2 separate regions of the Mus musculus genome follow, and region 1 is linked to region 2. Evidence: chromatin contacts called from public Hi-C data. All regions are on one chromosome and are shown on one strand. Each heading gives the region's core, a stretch centred on a gene start, on an enhancer-like site or on the middle of the called end of the contact. The rest is flanking DNA. Distances are from core to core; before and after follow the strand shown. Region 1 overlaps Synpo2 (synaptopodin 2). Region 2 overlaps Pde5a (phosphodiesterase 5A, cGMP-specific).

Region 1 (2,700 bases), core at 130-2,629, 420 kb before region 2:
GTCAATCAATTAATCATCAAGAATTTACTGGATGCCAGTTAGACATCCAGAGGAGTCTTGTTTATCATCTGCTAGCTGCACTGGGCCCTGTGCAGGGCTGGGTTCTGTGTCCTTACATTATCCCTGATCTAGGATCTAATTCTGTATCATGCCGTCCATAGCTGGCCGCCCTCATGGTCATCCCAGGTTGCTGAGCTATATTTTACACGAACATCATTGTTTACTGCATAATTCTGTTGCCCGTAATAATGTGAAGAGAAGGGGGAGGTCAGCTGTTTAATCCTCCAAAGTGACTGGCCATGCAGCAGTCACTGACTCTACTAGATTCTCCTCGGACTGTTCATTAAATTAAAATTAGAAAGTCTAGAATGGTAAGAGAGATGGCTGAACATTTAAGAGCGCTGGCTGCTCTTGCGGAGGACCCGGGTTCAGTTCCCAGCATTCACCTGACTGCTCACAACCATCTGTCCACATTTCCAGCTCCAGGGGACCTGATGCCATCTTCCAGCCTCCACAGGCACCAGGCACATACATGGTGCACAAACAAACATGTGAGCAAAACATTTATAACACATCAAATAAATAAATCATCTTTATAATTAGAAATTCTACAGATGAGTATGTAACTTTATGAAGAAAGCTTCCTTCTTCCTACAATTCCATGTACACCCAAAGCCCCAGTTTTTATCCCAGAAGACATTTGGTTTTTAGAGTTTGGAGCCCCTTTACAGATTAGGATTAGTATTTAAATTGGGTACATCCAACCTGCAGCCCATGGGCAATATGCATCCCGTGGTAGCTACGCATGTGGCCCAACACATTTTGACCACAAAGTCAAAAGGTTGAATATTCCTGAACACCCCCAAATCCATGCCTTTCTGAAATCAGTCAGCTACCTGACACCTGCACACAGAATATATTTCCAATCTGTGCATCTTTCCCCTTAGTCTCCAACATTACATAGTGAAGTGTGATAGAAAACATACAACTTAGAAAGCCGCTTAAGACTTCTATCTGTTTATTTTTTATGGGTCAAGGTACATAAAGCAAAAATGGTCTCTTAAAATGTCAACTCAAATTAGAATTTCTGTGCCAAGAATGCCGTGTGCCTGTCCTTCTAGGGCACCCTGAGTACTCTGAACATTGAAGATTGCCAACAAGGGCTAGGCACCTCGACAACCCAGATAAGGTATGAATAGTTTAGACTGCCTCATTTCTGAGAGTTCATGAATCTTAAAAGTAGCCCCCCAAAACTTGACCCCACCATTGGCTGCACACTGATGGTACCCAAACTTTCTATGTGAAATGTCACTGGCTCCTTCCAAGTCTGAGACATGGTAACCACCATATGTGGTTATTTCTAATAATAGCAATGGTCTATGGTTTCATGTCTGACAGCTTCTGGGGTGCCTTTAGTATTGACTCATGCCACCTTGTATTGTGCAGAGCACAGTTCTCTGAGGAGACTTGGCACCCAGTTTTGCCCGCTTTTCTCTCCAGACTCCATTTCTAGCTGGTGGTGTACAAGGGCGTTCCTCTCCACCTTACCTCGACATTGAACAAACGCTCAGGCTGTGTGGGAGGAGCCAGAGAAAACCTTTTTTTTTCCATTTGATAATTGTATTGCTCTCTCTCAGCTTCCAAGAGCTCCCCCTACCAACACCTCTGAAAGGCCAGGAAGCAGCAGTGGATTGCTACTGTCCGTTTCTGGGTATTGCAAATGGGTCTCAGGTTCCACTCATAAAGTGAGAGCAACTTCGCTGAGTTATGCCAAGCCGAAGTCATTCGGATTTCTCAGCATCTGTGTGGCTGCTTCATGTGAAAATGCAAACAAATATAATCTCTAATGAGTTACTTGGATATTTATTGGAAGAAGTTTAAGAAGTTTAAATCGTGTTCGTGGGACAAATTAATATCTGTAGAATAAAAGATAATCTATGATTTTCTTCTAGGAGCAGGATAAAGTTTATTTTCTTTCATGGCATAGAATAGAATGTCCAAATAATGCCAGGTAGAACTTGCTTTTTATTTTTTAGAATTTTGCTTTGGTGAGAACCAGGCATACTGCTTTTAACTCTTCTTATTTCACTTGTTAAAATGGACAGGATCCAGGTCCATCCGATCTTTCTTCCTTCATTCATTTATTTATTCTTCCTGTGGGGTGTGTGTGTATGTGTGTGTGTGTGTATGTGTCTGTCTGTCTGTCTGTCTGTCTGTGTGTGTGTCTGTGTGTGTATGTATGTATGTACACCTTTCAAGAATCAGTTCTCTCTTCCTCTTGTTGCTGCATTACACAATAGCCTAGCTGGCTTGTGAGCTTCTGGTCACTTTTCCTGTCTCTAACTCCCACCCCAAACTAGGAATTCTGGGACTGAGTAAGTGTGTCACGACATCTGGCTTTTTATGTGAAATCTGGAGATTAAATTAGGTCGTCAGGTTCGGAGCCAAGCAAGGGCTTTTACCATCTGAGCCACTTGCCAGTCCGAGATCCATTTCCTTATTTAGCAGTGACTCACTTGAAGAGAAGAGGGTTTCTAAGACTATTTAGTTAGATTGCCATCTAAGCAGACACAGTCAGTGTGCGTGGAGACAGCGCATGTGGCCTCTCTCATCTCCCAACCTGGGCATGAGCTAGTGATAATACTCATCAAAACTTTTGATAAGATCGAAGTACTGTGGAGACCCAGGCAATATGCATGA
Region 2 (2,700 bases), core at 157-2,656:
TAGTTAAACCATAAAAGGGGAGGGGGACTATGTCATAAAGGAGTGGGATCTCTGACTTATTACCAAGTGTTGCCCTTTAATTTTAGTGAGAAAGCAAAGTTAACATGCAAGCAGACTTTCACATCATATGAAAAATGAAATCCCAAAGTGAGTTTGTTGTGCTAAAGGACTAAAGGGTACATGAGTGTTCGGGGGGGGGGGTGAGTGGGAGAAGCGAGATGTTGCTAAGCAACATGCTGTGCTGTCCGTCACCCCACTTGGGGCCATAAGGACTTTGCAAGGGGCATTTGATGACTGCTGCCAATTTGCATTTGACTGTAGCTTTATCATTCTGTTCAGAACCAACTTAAAATGTAATTTAGGCCAGCAGTTGCCTAAATGTTGTTAACTAGGATTAAAGTAAATCTTTATATTAATTTTACTTTTCATAGTACCACATTCAACTTAACATTCAAAGGGAAAGAACTCAAAGACAGCTGAAGCAGGAAGGTTCTTACGAATTTGGAGATACATGGCTATACCGTGAGTTCTAGAACAGCCTGCAACAGAGTAAAGCTCTCTCTAAAAAGAAAACAATCAAGGCTGGGGGTCTGGGGAAAGTCAGCACCAGATACTGCACCTGGCAAACTGGTCTGTGCACAGTAGCAGTTTCTATAGGGTTTTGAGGTTTATTAAGCTTACAGAGCCCTTCCCTTTACAGACCCCCAACCCTGACTTGCCCATAAAGGGAAATTGAGACTGTGGGTTACCTGCGGGAGTAGTCAGACTTCCCTACTCTCTTGGATACACTGATTGGTCCAGAGTAGGCAGATGACCCAAGTAAGGGAGGAACAGTTTGGGGAGCACGGCCAAGAGTAAGAAGGAACCTTTTTAGCAGCACACGTTTAAGACTCATCAAAGACGAGCTCTGCCAGCACACGGAGAAAGCATGCAAGAAAGCAGAGCTGAAGTTCAAGGCCAAAAGACAGAGGAATGGGTGAGGGAAAGACAGGCAAACGAAAATACAGAATCTTAACAAGATTATCTGGTCAAGTGACCTCATAACTGATGCAATTGCTGGTCATTCCAATCAATTTCATAAGGGCTACACGGAGAAACCCTGCCTCAGTAAACCAAAAGAAGAAGAAGAAAAGAGGATTTGTCAACATAGACAAAGAGAAACTTAACACTCAATTTGTTTTGCCTACCTTAAATATTTGATTGACAATAATTACAAAACCCTGCCATTCATTAAAAATGAATAGAGTCTTTACACTTAAAAGATACAACTTAAAATAAAATGAGTATAACAAGTTAGCAAATAATATTATAGAGCTAAATATCAGAAGAGTAAGTCACGTGGAGAGGCTCTCTTCCCATGTGTGGTTCCTGTGTGTGCAGCCCCCAGGAGCTGACCCCTGGAGAGCCTGATGTGAAAGTTACTTCCAAGTGCAGTCATTGCTAGAGCAGCAGTCAGCCTTGACCCACATCTGTGCCTCTAAGCTAATGAATGTTACAGGAAGCCCTGCAAAGCCTGCGCACAGCCTTCAGAAATGAAGCATTGTCAGCTCTCTGTGACCAATCAACTCACTGACTTATTCCATTGCCCCACTTCTTATTAAGGATTTTTTCCATCCCTACATTCAGCTCTGAAAACAACAACAGAAGCCAACGTAACTTGAAACCCACAATTAAAGGTTTAATAATTTTATGTTTGGGATAGAAACAAATAAATACTATCGAGTTCTGTTTAGTCTTTCCTGTTACAAAAGAAATCATTCTGGAGCATTAGTAAAATGCCCAAGACAGCTTGAGCAAAGCTATAATTTGTGTCTCCAAATACAATGGAAGGGGTACATCTGAGTAAAGCAAACACATTGTCTGCCATTGATGTGGAGGGAGTGTGAAACTTTATACAGTTTTTTTAGTCTAAGTATCTTAAAAAGAAACAATGTAAGTGACTAGAGATCATCTATGATGATGGAATTATTTTAAAGGCAACTGTGGCTGAGCATGTACACGGTTCTCTGATGGGACCTAACTTGCCTACAGTGCTGGGGGGCTGTAGATACAATCTCTATAATTCCATGAAAAATAAATCGTGATACCTGAAGTATGCCAAACACCAGTGTTTCCAAATCTTAAAATACTGTGAACGTGATATAATAGAAACAGTAGTAGTTTCTATATAATTTTACAAGTTTATTGAGTTTTCATTATAACATGAAAATCGTTTTATTTCAAGAGAGCCATTTATGATTAATCCTGCATGAAATCTACACATTTCCTTACAAATCTTGATCACATAGTTCAGGCTCTAAGAAGGATCTAGAGCTCTGAAAACATCACAGAGAGGAGGGAACTGGGAAATGCTGTTGTTTGAAGAGCTTCTGTGGACCCTTCTAGGCAGGAAGAATTGAAGCCTAGCAGAATGCTTCCGGGAGGCTAGAAGGCAGCACAAACACAGGGACCACAAGAGAACACAAGAAAACTGGCCATTAGTGTATGAGACTTACTGCTCTCGATAGAGGAACTCACAGTTACAGACTGGGCCAGTGCTCCGAAGATTACATTATTCTTAATACAGGCCTTGCCTTTAAAAATATGCTTACTAAATTATTTGTTTGAACATTGTGAACATTTCTACTCCTATGTAATTATAGAAGCAGTAACCTTTTAGAATGGATAGCGATATTTATTTTAAGAATGGATAGCAATATT

What was found. Hi-C and Micro-C count contacts between places; a contact is called where the count stands out from the background.
Region 1: a Hi-C map of the N1E-115 cell line shows a contact between it and region 2, with 4 times the contacts expected there. The contact joins two enhancer-like sites. A contact is called at or near these places in 4 of 39 promoter capture datasets (embryonic stem cells and stem cell-derived epiblast-like cells), 8 of 484 Hi-C or Micro-C datasets (the N1E-115 cell line, embryonic heart, embryonic stem cells and 1 more), 6 of 115 datasets of contacts at active chromatin or transcription factors (astrocytes, embryonic stem cells and stem cell-derived neural progenitor cells) and 1 of 9 other capture datasets (embryonic stem cells).

What each region holds. Positions count from the first base shown.
Region 1 is chr3:123,150,515-123,153,214 of GRCm38.p6, reverse strand. The region is part of intron 1 of Synpo2 (synaptopodin 2); the gene reads left to right. Among named protein-coding and RNA genes, the nearest start is that of Synpo2, 84 kb to the left of the region's middle. Within about 2 kb of position 1,379, at least 13 of the 459 cell types and tissues checked have an H3K27ac peak or open chromatin away from gene starts, as enhancers often do. A contact at or near this core is called in the N1E-115 cell line, where this site is marked.
Region 2 is chr3:122,732,792-122,735,491 of GRCm38.p6, reverse strand. All of the region lies in intron 1 of Pde5a (phosphodiesterase 5A, cGMP-specific), which reads right to left. Among named protein-coding and RNA genes, the nearest start is that of Pde5a, 5.0 kb to the right of the region's middle. Within about 2 kb of position 1,406, at least 7 of the 459 cell types and tissues checked have an H3K27ac peak or open chromatin away from gene starts, as enhancers often do. A contact at or near this core is called in the N1E-115 cell line, where this site is marked.